Linked DNA regions of Columba livia: region 1 is linked to region 2. The links are chromatin contacts, called in public Hi-C maps. All regions are on one chromosome and are shown on one strand. The core of a region is the stretch at or near the end of the contact, and the rest is flanking DNA. Distances in the headings are between cores, read along the strand shown.

What was found. Hi-C and Micro-C count contacts between places; a contact is called where the count stands out from the background.
Region 1: a contact with region 2 is called in a Hi-C map of crop, with 3 times the contacts expected there. The contact joins the promoter of GDAP1L1 here to the enhancer-like site in region 2. A contact is called at or near these places in 2 of 2 Hi-C or Micro-C datasets (crop and liver).

What each region holds. Positions count from the first base shown.
Region 1 is chr16:5,129,629-5,136,340 of bColLiv1.pat.W.v2, reverse strand. GDAP1L1 (ganglioside induced differentiation associated protein 1 like 1) reads left to right here and starts at 1,251. Exons shown (of 6, transcript XM_065031980.1): 1 at 1,251-1,923; 2 at 4,489-4,681. The coding sequence starts at 1,744.
Region 2 is chr16:4,989,273-4,995,757 of bColLiv1.pat.W.v2, reverse strand. PKIG (cAMP-dependent protein kinase inhibitor gamma) reads left to right here. Exons shown (of 5, transcript XM_065031976.1): 3 at 1,409-1,561; 4 at 5,000-5,175; 5 at 6,295-6,485. The coding sequence starts at 1,449. The coding sequence ends at 6,374. Among named protein-coding and RNA genes, the nearest start is that of PKIG, 13 kb to the left of the region's middle. Within about 2 kb of position 4,672, at least 1 of the 3 cell types and tissues checked has an H3K27ac peak away from gene starts, as active enhancers do.

The sequences.
Region 1 (6,712 bases), core at 2-2,501, 140 kb before region 2:
CTAGATGGGGCCTTCTAGACAGCAATCCACAGGAGAGAACTGCTTTTGCTTGGTCAAACCGCTCCTTTCCTAAACCCAAAGGTGTCCTATTCAAGTGAAAGGAGCCTCCAAAGATGCTTCTTGGGGAGCGCAGGCTCTCCTGCACAGCGTGGGCAGGAGCAGAGGCTGCAGCACAGGGCAGGACAGCACCAAGCAATGGAACCAGCGCTTCTATCAAAGCCCCGTTTGCTCTCAGTTTGCAGCAGCACAGGCCCCCACCCTGACAGTGCAGCCCCAAAGCAAAGGCCAAGCAAGAGCCTTCCCCTGCGGGTGTTCCCAAGGCCAGTGCGGGGTCTCCAGCAGTGCTAGCGAAGCCCTGGACTGGGGAGGGAGGATGGTTTTGGGGGCTGCTGCCTGCAGAGGAGAAGGTTCCCAGCCTCACTCCCCCACCATCGCACCCCTGCATGTCCTCGGGAGCAGGACATCACAGCACCAAAGGATTCATTTTCATCTCCCAACCCTCAGAAAATCGCTCCTTTCACTATGTCCCTGCAGCCAGGTACCAGTTTGGCCCTGATCCCTCCCAGCACTCAAAGTGTGCCTCAGTTTCCCCACTTGAACCAGCTCTTCCAAACCCTCCTGTTTCCCTCCATATCTACGACAACCTCATCGGCTCCAGCGCAGGTGCAGATGGGAGCACTGCATGGAGGAGCCACATTTGCACCCAGAACCATCTCACAGCCCCAAGCCCAAGACTGCAGAGCTCTCTCCTCTGTCTTCTCCACAACTTGCCCCTATGACCCCCAAACCAGGCTGGTTTTACCTCCTAGAACTGGCAACTGGTCCCATGTATGGGAAATTATCTCCAGGCTGCCAGATTTCCAGAGATGGAGTGTGATGAAACCAACTGTCATAAGGCTCATGTGTCCAGGTCACTACATTTAGAAATGTGTCAGCTGCCTATAGGCATTTACCTGCAAACCTCTGGGTGATGTTCGTAGCATCCAGAGAGCAGCAGCTACAGAAGCCTCAGCACATTCTGAGCAGTGGAAATCCAGCTGGTTTGCGATTGCAACACACCTTGCTAATTCTGGAAATGACCCCCAGCCCTGCCTGCTTTGGTGCAGGAGGGCTCGTCCGGTTTGGCCTGGCATCCCGGGGCTCTGGTACACACCAAGAGTTCCTGGGCTTTACCCCGGTACAGGCTGCACAACAACCATGAGGCAGTCATTAATCTGTGCTCTAAAAACAAAATCTCCAGATACTTTTAAAGAGCCATTTCTGCTCCTCTCCACTAAGGCTGCAAGGCAGGCAAGACACCTGCTAGACATTGTAAAGCCACAATCCACCAACGTAGCTTATTTGTTATATATGTGCCATATCTAAGCCACTCAAAATAAAATCGTCATCTCTGCTGCAAAATATTCCTAGGGAGCCGCAGGGGTTGGAGCTGCCCCGGATTGCTGAGCAGGCAGGCAGGCAGCAGGAGCCTCCGCTGCAGACTCGCCTATTGAAGCGATGCCTGCACGTTTCCGTGGGAGCCCCGCCACGAGTGGGGACGGGCTGCGATTTCACCCACGGCACCGTCACCACGGCCGCCATCCTCTCCCGTGACCCCCGTCACCCACCGCCCCGCGCTGCCCACCCCGGCCCGGGAGATGGATGGAGCTGCCCCGGGAGTGATGCTGCTGGCAGGAGCCCATGTGATGCTGGGCTAGCGCCGCTCGCTGCCTCGTCCCTCTCCCCGCTCGCTCACAGGCTGTCATGGCGACTCCCAATAATGTTACTCCCACCAACTGCAGCTGGTGGCCCATCTCAGCGCTGGAGAACGATGCAGGGAAATCCACGGAGGGGGAGGAAAACCAGGACCCGACAGACCCCGCTCTCAAATCCCAGGACAGACTGGTTTTGTATCACTGGACGCAGTCCTTCAGCTCACAAAAGGTAAAAATAATAATCACCCGGCCGGTTTCCCAGGGAAGAATCACCTCCAGTCCCCAGGGCATCCCCTTGTCGGGGGGACGGATGCACTCTTGGGGTAGCAAGGGGCTGGTCCCCAGGGCTGGCGAGGGCAGTAGTGTGTGGCCGGGCAGCTCTTTGTACCTGGGGCTCTGCGTTTTAACAGCATCCGCCTGGGGAGGGGATGGAGATAAGGGGGGGCTCAGCCAAATCCTGCTTTTGCTTTGGGATGATGGCTTGCACCGGCAGCCGCCAAGGCTTTGTGCTGGCTCACAGCCCCGCTCCGGCATGGCCGGGAGTGCAGACAAAGGCTGAGCCAGGCCCGGGACCACTCTGCTGCCGGGATGGGGGGGGCAGCCCCCAAACCGGGCTCCTTCCATGGAGCGGACCCTGGCACGCAGCAGTTTACCCCTGACATTGCAGCAGCACCCTGGAAATCCTATTTCTGGGCTGCCTTAGTGAGAAATCCCATTTTCTGGGCACTAGTAAATGCTCATTTTGCAGCACAGCACATGTGTAACAAACCTGACCTTCTCCTCCCAGCCCCAACCCCCCTGTTATTCCCACACCATAAATCTGACATGGGGAATGGGCTGTTGGGAGGGGTGGCGGGGAACATGAAATCTGTCCAGTGCAAGGGTTCCCGTGAGCCCATCAAGGAGGCCAGGGACAGATGTTTGTCCCTGCTCACAGGCACAAAGAACCAGGAGGGTGCCCAATGCAGCAGGGTGGCTGCACATGGTCTCTGCTGGTAGCAGGTGACTAACGGGATTCTGATCTGCACCGGCGAGGGATGCTCGCGCCCCTTTCCCCACCTTGTGCTGGGCTTTCTGTCATTTGTTTGTCTTGCTTGTTTGGCCACCAAGCAGCAGGGAGGCAGCAGTTCAGCCTCTGGTACGGGGTTTCCTACAACCAGCCTCACTTCTGCGAGGCTGGGGACAGAGCAGGGCACACTTGGAGCCACTGCCCCCGGCGCTGCTTCCAGCTTCGGTTTTGGGGTCACTTGCAAGGAAAGAGCATTTACTGGAAGGTGATGGAGACCAAGCTGGTGTGATGACAGGACAGGGTGGGGAATGGCAGGGGTTGCACAGGACCCCCCTGCAGAGGAGTTTTGCACAGAGCCAGTTGCAGGTGAAGCTTTTCCTGCTCAGCTGCTCAGAACCAACCCCCACGGTGCTGGGGCTGTTTGTGGGAATGATCCCAAGCCCCAGCCAGGATCTGGCCCTCCCTGCAAAGGGTTTTTGGAGTTTTACAGCCAGCATTGGGTTATGCACAAGATGCCTCATTGCAGCCGTGCCGGCACTGCAGGGACCATTTGAGGGGCCCAAGCATGTTTCGTTGTCCCTGGCTAGGACCCATCCTTGGGGTGCTGGCAGGGGCTCCCCTCACCCACCGGCACCAGGGTTACCCCAGAAGCTGAGTCCTCCTGCCAGGCCTTCGGCCTCAGCTCTTGGTAACAAAACAGGGACACTCGGAGAGTTTGGGGACAGATGCCCTGGCTGGTCCTGCCTGGGGTTTATCCATCAGCTGGGAGGAAAAGGCCAAGAGCAAGTTGCAGCTATGGGAGCCAGGATTTTCCTTGTTTGACTTTAAAAGAAAAAATTAATTTGCCAGCCCTGTAAATAATTAATGACTAATTCCCCAGAAACTCTGAAGTACTCATAGAAATGCTTATATTTGTTAAGCTATATTTTTAGCTGCTGTTAGTTGGAGAAAAACAAGCACTTTTCCCTCATTCAGCAGTTCTGTAAAATGCGGCTGCCTGACAATCCCACCAAGGGTTTGGTTTTTGGTTTTGTTTTTTTTTTTTTTTTCCTATTTGACACACTTAGTTCACAACAGTCAGGTTTTTATAACCCAGAGGCCTAAAATGCAACCCCTGAGTGCACATTCAGCACCATCTGAAGCAATGCCCCTGGGTCAGTGGCCGCATGGAGCAGGAGGGATGCCATGCAGGCTGCTTGAAACCCTACACAAAAGGGAGCATTCTCCCTGCTCAAAGCACAGCTGGTAAAGCCAGAGAACACCCCCAAGTGCAGGACATACCTGAGTTAGCACCCAAGCTTCTTTCAGCCAGGCAGTAGCACCTACTGGGTGTAAAGCATAGCATTGCTGCAGCCTCTGCTTCCTCCTCTTCCTCCCCAGGTGTGTGCTGGGACCCATATCAGCATCCCTGATCCTCCCCAGCTGGGGAGCTGCTGCCTCCCTCCACCTGCTGCCAAGGGCTGGCCTCTCAGCCCTCCAGCCCCTCTGCCTGTCACAGGGGCCACCAGCTACCAGAGGGAGGATGGTCCATGATCCCACAAAGTTAGGATGGGTTTGGTTCTCCCCCATGTGCTAGGAAGGGAAATCCTCACTTGGCTGCCTGGATTTTGTGGTTGCCCCACGCCAGGGGCTGCTTGGCTGCTTGCAGGATGAGTGCGTGTCATGGCACATCGCTGTGCTGAAGCAGGGGAGGGCCAGGGAGGTGCGATGGGGTGATGGTGGTGTGGCTCTCGGGGTCAGACCGGTGCATGGGGCTGAGCCTTTTCTCCCCGTCTCTTGTCCCAGGTGCGGCTGGTGATCGCGGAGAAGGGGCTGCCCTGCGAGGAGCGGGACGTCAGCATGCCCCTGATGGAGCACAAGGAGCCCTGGTTCATGCGCCTCAACCTGGGGGAGGAGGTGCCCGTCATCATCCACAGGGACAACATCATCAGCGATTACAACCAGATCATTGACTACATGGAGAAGAACTTCACAGGAGGTAAGAGGGGGGTGAGGTGGCAAACAATGATAGGACAAGGGGTAATGGGATCAAGCTGGAACACAAGAGGTTCCGCTTAAATTTGAGAAAAAACTTCTTCTCAGTAAGGGTGACAGAGCACTGAACAGGCTGCCCAGGGGGTTGTGGAGTCTCCTTCTCTGGAGACATTCAAACCCACCTGGACATGTTCCTGTGTGACCTCACCTGGGCGTTCCTGCTCCAGCAGGGGGATTGGACTAGATGATCTTTTGAGGTCCCTTCCAATCCCAAACATACTGTGATACTGTGAGGTCTATCATGGGGTAAATTTGGGTCTAATCCAGATGCTGTTTGCTAAATTCACCCACTTTGTCCTTTAAAGTTTCAGCTTTATCCCAGAAGAGCATCAAGCCACGAGCCCACACCAAACTTTAACATTTTTCCATGAAAATGAAGGTTTCCCCTCAGAAATCCTCAAATGTCCCTTAGAAGTGCTCCTAGGGGAACCTGGGGGGGGTGTAACTAGGTCCTTTCTTTTTCTGCTTTGGAGGCCACCCTCCCAAACTCGACTCTGTTTTCTCCCATCCCCATGGTGTGTAGTGACATGTCACCAGAGCCACCAGACATGTCACCATGGGCATAGCCCATGGACATACTTCAGGTTTGGCCACCTTTCTACTTGGGCCTCAAGTGCAAAAACCCCAGTAACTCCCATAAGTGGCTCCACAAGGGAAGGTGGGTTTGAGCTGGGTGCTGCTGCCCCCGTTCCCTTCCTCAATGAGCCCAGAGCCACCAGCCATGGGCAGGGGACCCCACTGTCCCCCACCCCGTGCCACTGTGCCTCAGAAAAGAACACCTCTTTAGAGTGAAAGAAAGCCAGCGTTGCTGAGGACCATGGGAGGATGATGTGACCCAAAGCCAGAGGAAGGGACAGCCAGGAGAGGGAAGCTGTATTTCCCCTGGAGCCGGGCTGCAGTCAGCGGCTGGTCGAGCTCAGCACACCAGGATGCTGAGACGGCACTCGAAGGCGGCTGTTTGCATGGCTGCTGTGGCAAAGAGCTGCTACTGACATCTCGCGTCCCTTCACCCTCATGTCCCCCAGACTTGCGGGCTGTCAGGCTGGGATGCTCTGCTGGGGAGGCTTCAAAGCTGAGTGGAGAGCTCAGGCTGTGCCATCACGATGTTCACCCCAGCATCCAACCCCCTTGCAACAGAGACATCAAAACATCTCAAAATAGCTCCCAAAGCAAGGGCGTCTTGCCAGCTCAGCTGTTGTCCTCTCCCGGCCCCATCAGGAGTGCTGCTCAGCAGAGACGCGATGCTCACTCCCCGGTAGGGCGGTGGGGATGGGGTGGGTCAGGAGGACCCCATCCCGGCAGTGGCTTCCAGGGAGTGGCAGCCACTTTCCCGCTCAGTGGCAGCCCTGGGGCCGAGGGACAGTGGGGAGCATCAATCCATGGTGCTGTGGTCCCCACGCCACTTTGCCCGGTCTCTGCGTAGGGCAGGTGGTCCGGCATATGTGACAACAGGCTGTCCCCAGCAGGCGGGGGACACGGTGCTGCCTGTGCGCTGGGAAAGTCCTGACACTGAGATTTTCCAGCCAGGTGCAGTTTCTCACATTTTCACTGAGGAATGGAGATGAGAGCCCGGAGCACCCCCTCCTGCTGCCCCAGCCATCGCCCCCCAACGCTGGCTGGCAAAAGCATGACCAGGATGCTGCAGCCTTGGTCTGAGGGGAACCACCCACCTGGGAGAAACCTGCAGAGCTTGAAAATGCCTTGATAATGAGGTGTACTCACTGAGTTCCTGGGCTGGGAGCACGGCCTTATTCAGCTGCTTACACACAACCTGAGGGGCAGCTAGCATTAAAGGGTGGTGTGATGAGCAGTGACTTTTTTTACCCCTCAAAAAAAGAAGTGAATAGTGCCAATAAGCCACCTTTGAAGGTGTTTCTCACTAGGGCACAGCCCTTCTGTGCCAAGAAACCACTGATGGGTTGGCTGGTGCCAGTGCATCGCAGAGCCTGGGCAAGGGGCTCTCCAAGGGCTGCAC
Region 2 (6,485 bases), core at 3,423-5,922:
CCCCTCATGCATGTTCCCAGACAAGAGCTAGTGGAAAATTTGCTGCAATTCCAGCTGGAAGTTGTCAGGCAGTTGGTGGAAACCCCCTGACCTCAAGTGCTGGCTTCAGCACTACAGGATTTTTTTTCCCTTCGTGCTGGATGTGACTCTCCCAGCAGGAAACCTCACGGCAGACCCCCAGGGAGCACAGAAATCCCGGTGCTCCCGGCTCTGTGCTCTATCGGCCCCCCCTCTGCCATAAACCATCTTACACTGTAAATATTTTAAAAGTGCTGCAGGGCGGGTGAGCATGTTTTGCTGTTGTTATGGATCCGGCCCCGGCAGGCAAGGTCTAATAATAGTCACTGTACCCTGGAATGAAAGGGCAAGGGGCACGGCACAATGTGGAGAGCTCGAAGGCGTCTGCACAACTTCATGCCCTGGTCCATGCAGGGTTGCAATGAAGGGATGCGATGCATTGGCAAAAGGAGAGGTTGCATCCCTGTTCCCCGGCAGAACTTTGAAATTTCGCCCCAGAAACACAGCAAGGTTTAGCTTGGCTTCCTGGCTTTATGAATCGAGAAGTTAGAGAGCATTAGATCCTCTAGTGTGACACCAAGAAGGCAGGAGAGCATGTCCCAGCCGGGCTGCAGGACTGGGGAGCCGTCTCCAACTGGGACCCGCAGCTGTTGGTTCCAACTGCCGCTGGCAACAGGAGTGGGGCCACAGCTGGGCAGCAGCAGCACAGGACGTGAGTCTGTCAGGGCTCGTGCCCCAGGGAGCTGGGTGTCCCTGTCCTCAGGGGCTGACTCTGTGGCCACAGAGGTGGCTGAGGGACAGGGCTTTGCTCCAGGGGTGGCCCGGGGGACAGCACGGCTGGCCGAGCAACTGCTCCTGCTCCTGCCTGGCCCCGAGGAACGGGGAGGTGTCTAAAGAAAATGGTGAAGGGTCTGGGTAACAAGTCTGATGGGGAGTGACTGAGGGACCTGGGGGGTTCAGCCTGGAGAAAACGAGGCTGAGGGGAGACCTCACTTTATACAACTACCTGAAAGGAGGTTGTAGCATGGAGGGGGTTGGTCTCTTCTCCCAAGTAACAAGCTATAGGATGAGAGGAAATGGCCTCAACTCACGCCAGGGCAGGTTTAGATTGGATATTGGGAACGACTTCTTCCCGGAAAGAGCTGTCTGGGCATTGGAAAAGGCTGCCCAGGGCAGTGCTGGAGTCACCAGCCCTGGAGGGGTTTACGAGATGCCGTGATGTGCTGTTTGGGGACACGGTTTAGTGACAGATTATGCTTGGACTCGATAATCTTCAGGTGCCCTTCCAAACAAAACCATTCTATTCTATGAAAAGCAGGCTGGCATTCAGCCTTAGCTAAGCAGGCCTTCAGCTTCGCTCTCTTTAACCTTGGAACCTCCTTCCTTACAGCAGCCCAGCTCTGCTCTGTTGGACACCCTCAGCCCCAAGGATGGCTAAGAAGGAGCCTGAGCAGCCCCATGCCCCAAAGTGCCACAGCTGCCCTGCACAGATCAACAGGACTCACTCTGACCGACAGGCCCTTTGCTCTCACTGCAAAGACAGGTTAGGTGCAGAGGAAAATAGTAAGGAAGGCTCGAGGTAAGCGAGGCAGAGCGGAAAGCAACAAAGCTGACTCAATTCAGCACAGCCTGCTGATAGCCAGCATCAGTGCCAAGTCCAAAAATAGCCCTTCTTAGCCATAAAGACCTGACAGTTTAACCTACACAAGGGACAGATGCAATATCCTTTGAAGGGTTTCCTTGAAACTCGAAGCCAGGGCTGGGTGTGACTGTGACATCCATCCCATCCCTCGCAGTGACACCCTGGTTCACTCGCAGGGCTTGTGTTTGCTCTGCAAGGCAAGACTTTAACTCTGCGGCTGGAGTTTAACCCACCCCTACCATTTCCACGTCATTTCTCTGCCACTCTCATATCATTTGCAGTAACTGCTCACAGGCCCTGGGATCTGTGCTGTGGAGAAACGGGCAAGGGGGAAAATGGCAATTAACTGCTGGCTTGCCAGTGGGACTGAAAGGGATACTGAGCTGGCCCAAAAGAAATGCCACAGTTTCTTCTACCAAAGGCAGAAGAAACGTTTAACCCTTTCATTCCCTAGCAACCACCTTCTAAAAGGGTACAATTCAGCCCCGCTGTGCGGAGCCACAGCTCCCCAGAGGACAGCCAGCTGCTCCAGCAGCTGCTGGGTGATGTCCACGGAAAGTGCCAGCAAGCCCAGCTGCGGTCCCACCGCAAAACGGCTCTGGGAGCCCAGTCCATGCCAGTAAAGCCAAGACTATGACAGCTCCAGATTTTTTAGTCCTTGCAAGACACTGGAAAAATAAGAGCGGGCCAAATGGCAGGTTTGGCAGAGTTTATTTCAGCCGTCAGGGGAGCAGAGGTGGCGCAGGGGATGTGTCTGGTGTCTGTGGCAGCTTGCAAGGGGTTTCCTCGCTTGTGGCCAGCTGCCCTGGGACAGGTAGCACTGTGTTCCCATGGTGGAGAGGGGACAGTCTCCCTCCAAGCAGCACAGAGAAGCTTTTCAGGAATGTGCAACGGGCAGCAGGTCCCAGTCCCCTGGCTGTGGCTTTTGTCACCGCGCCATGCATCCTCTGCCCTGTCCCCACGGGCTGGCACGCTGTGCCAAGGGCGCAGGGACCGTTCCTGTTCCCATCAGCAGCAAGGAGGGCAGGGAGGCAGCAAATGACCCTCTGGGGACAAGTTGAATCATCTCTGAAGCGCCCTGGAAACCCTTGCGCGGTGTATCGTGTGCTGTGCTGCGGGCTTATTTCTGCAACGCCTGGCAAGAGCTGGCACATCAGCCCCTCCCACTGGCCCAGGGGAGTATGAAACACCAAAGATGGGGATCTGGTGAGTGATGAACCCTCCCTTGTCACCCCCTGCCACCGCTAAATGACTGTCCATGGTGACGCAGTTTCAGGTTGAACTACGTGGGCAAGAGGGAAGGTGATTCCTCTCTTGCCCCTGGCAGATGTTAAAATATGTTTCCACTGACTAAGAACGCCCTGAACTGTTTTGCACCTGCCTGGAAAAGTGAAAATGCTCTTTAAAAGTCAGGTTTTTCTACCAAGAACTGAGGGGACCCCATGCCATCATCTCCTCGGTCCAACAGCTGCCCGGAGGCAGAGGCTGGAGTGTCTCTGCCAGCGGGGAGGGATCTGCCTGCAAGGCTTCTGAGAGCCGCCCACCTTCAAAAGCCTGAAGGAACTGCACGAATTTGAAAGCTTTGCTCATAAATCTGCCTCTCTCCAGCTCTTTCCATGGAGAGCTTAAGGCAGGAATCTTCCCAGCCAAGGAAAATAAATAAATCACACACGCCACCTCCCGGCCATCGAGCTGGGACCCAAACCTGCCCGTTTCTGCACACTTGGCTCCTGCTGCTGTTCTAAATCCGGATCCCATCCTTTCCCCATGCCATGGGGCATTCAGTCGCTGGGCAGAGCGCTGCTGCAGCTGAGCACACCAAGGGACATCAAGGGAAAATGCTGCATCCCGGGGGCTGGTCGGCTCTTGCTCCCTGGTTTGTGGAGTCCATTCTGCAAACCAGCTCCCGGTGCAAGGGCAGGAGGACTGCTGATCATATCAGATCTGGACTGGCCTCACATCACAGCTTGTGGAGATGGACCCCAGCCCTTAGGGAAGCCTCCCAGATCCGGGTGACATCTCTCTGGCATCTACAGGTCAGCAGCAGCCCCTAAGCTGCGAGGAGGACCTGTCGAGGAATGATGGATGCTCAGTGGGACATTAACCTCGAGTGAATAACAAGCAGCGGGATATTTTTATTTTACATTAGACACCAGCATTTCTAATCAGAACCTCCTTCAAGTATTGACAACACCAGCAGGGCTAGAGGCATTTTTTACAGCGGGCAAAACCGCAGATAAGACAACTATTAATCTCTAATTTCTGCACAGAAAAATAAACTAAGTGCCAAACTGAGTAAACAGGAGCAGAACCCAAGGGCACCAGGTTTCCAGCACAGAGGCAGCTTGTGCTCACCAGCTCTATGCCCAGGAGCCAAGACACCTATGATACATCCCCTGAGCTGCTGAGGTCTCTGGACTCAATGCTGGCAATTTAAACCATCAGTTAAAATGAAAAACCAACAGCTGAAGGACTCACCAGGCTGACCTAAGAGCTGGCTCATAGTGGTACTTGCGGGTGAGAGTGGCCATTCTGAGCTTTTCTTTGTGCTCTGCGCTTGGCACAAACACAAACCTGGAATGAAGGGATCCAAACGTCTTACAAAAGGGCGGATTTTCACGTGTTAAAAGTGCTTACCTCAAAGCCGTCCAGCCCAACCCTTGTTCAGTGACATCCAACAGCCAGTGGAGGCCAGTACTGATCCAAAGACCTGTAACACACTCCCCTGCTCCCCGCCTTCTCCAGCGTGTATCCATGGGGGCCTGATCATTTCCTATTACAAATTCAGGTTGGATCGGCACCCCATCCCCCGTGCAGCGAGGCAAACTTGGCCTCTGTTCAAAGCTCTTGTGGCATTTTGAGGAGAAAGGAGGGCTTTTTCTGTAAGCGCTTTTCTTTTGTAGGAAGCAGCTGCTACAAGCGACCTTGCAGCTCCTAAAGAACGCCAGAAACTCAAAAGGAGAGGCGAATGCCTTGCTTTGCAATGGGGTGGCAGAGCAAGGGCTGGTGAGGCAGCTGGGATGGATCCTTCCTGCTTACCTGCCCTCAGCTGGCACGGTGGGTCACCCAAAACAGTGGGTCATCCAACACAGTGGGTCACCCGACACATTCGGTCACCTGGCATGGGGGGTCACCCTACATGATGGGTCACCCACTCGCCTCACGAGATGGGGTTGATATCTGAAATTTCAGCAGCTCCTGTTCGAGGAACCGGAGCAGAGTTACAGGGACTATTTTTTCATGCTGTAATTTAACTCCACGGAGTAACCTAACCCAGAGGGGGCCATGACTCGAGCCTTGCTGAGCAGCCTTGATCTCACAGCTGTGTTTTCTCCACAGCATTTTGCAGACATATAGAGATGCAATGGAGGTAGAGTCCAGCACCTACACTGACTTTATTTCCTCTGATCGGGCTGGCCGGAGGAACGCTGTCTACGACATCCAGCAAGAGGCAACCACCATCAGCATGCGTAAGCTGACCGGGGACATAGGTAACCTCTCTGTGGAAGGACCAGGTGAGCTGCTGCACACACCAGTAAGCCCGGTTCCTGGTGCTGGAAGGGCAAGGCACGAAATGGCAGCGCAGCCGACTGGTGCGTCCCTTGGAGCATCACAGGTGCTCAGGAGGAACGTCCCATTCCTCGCTGCAGTCAGCGCCTTCGTGCTTGGTGGGTGCTCAGCGAGTGGGAGACTCCCCGGGCTGAGGGGCTTTTGCAACAAATAGGATGGTCCTGGGGTTCACTGCACAATGCAGTCGAGGCCTTTTGCTTGGTGGTTTTGTAGAGGCATGAGTGCTCAAACAAGAGATAGACTGACCAAGAGTGAATTACAAATCAGTCACATCTTAGGCTTTATAAAAAACCCAAATGTGGGGCAGGTTACAGTTAGCTTTTTCTTTGTTGGCTGGTTTTGGGATTTTTAAAGACAAATCAGCCTTCAAATAGTTCTACAGTGTTTAAAATAACAACAGAAATAATTTTAAACACCACTAGCGATCTCTGAATCTTCCCCCATAGCCCAAACACAGCAGCAGTATCACCATGCTCAATTCACACTGACCAGCTGACTACAACCAGCATAAATCCGCCATCCAGAGCCCAAGCAAACCAGCCAGACTGATTTCACTAATAAGCCACAAAACATACAGCACCACTGCAGGAGATAAGCTCATTTTTTGTCCTTTCTCTTTTACTCCTCCAAACTACAATCTGTAACTACGAAAAATACTTTAAAACACGTTACCCCAATGTGTCCATACTAGCATATGCCCATCCACCTGTCCATAAAAAGCATAAATCAGAGCTTTTCTGAGATAAAAGTAGCTGCCAGATAGCTGCCAGGCTGTTGGGCAGACATTCCTGGAGCACTTGCAAGATGCTGTTACGGGTTGGACGAGGAGAGCACGTCCCTGCCCCAAGGCTCCCTCCCAGCATCACCAGGTGTCAAGAAGCCTTTGTACTCCAGGAATGTGAAGGGAGGGAACCCAATACTTCTAAGCAAAATGCATGGCTGCAGGAAGGTAGCGATAGGTCCTCAGATGGCAATCTGAATATAACCAGCTGTAGCAATTACTGGTCACTTGTGTTCTCAGCAGTGTAACCAACTGTGCTTTCTTCCCGATCCTCCCTCAGCAGAAACCCAAGGAGATGCCGCTTCTTCTGAGAACAACCCTGGAGCAAGTCCAAATGAGCAAGAAGACAGTCCCTCCCCATGACAGTGTGCAGGGGAGGGGATGGGATGGGAGGAGGGCCTTGCTGTGAGCCTGGAACAAGAATTTGCTATTTAATCTGCAGATAAAAGCCAATGTGGGACAGCAAGTTGTCTG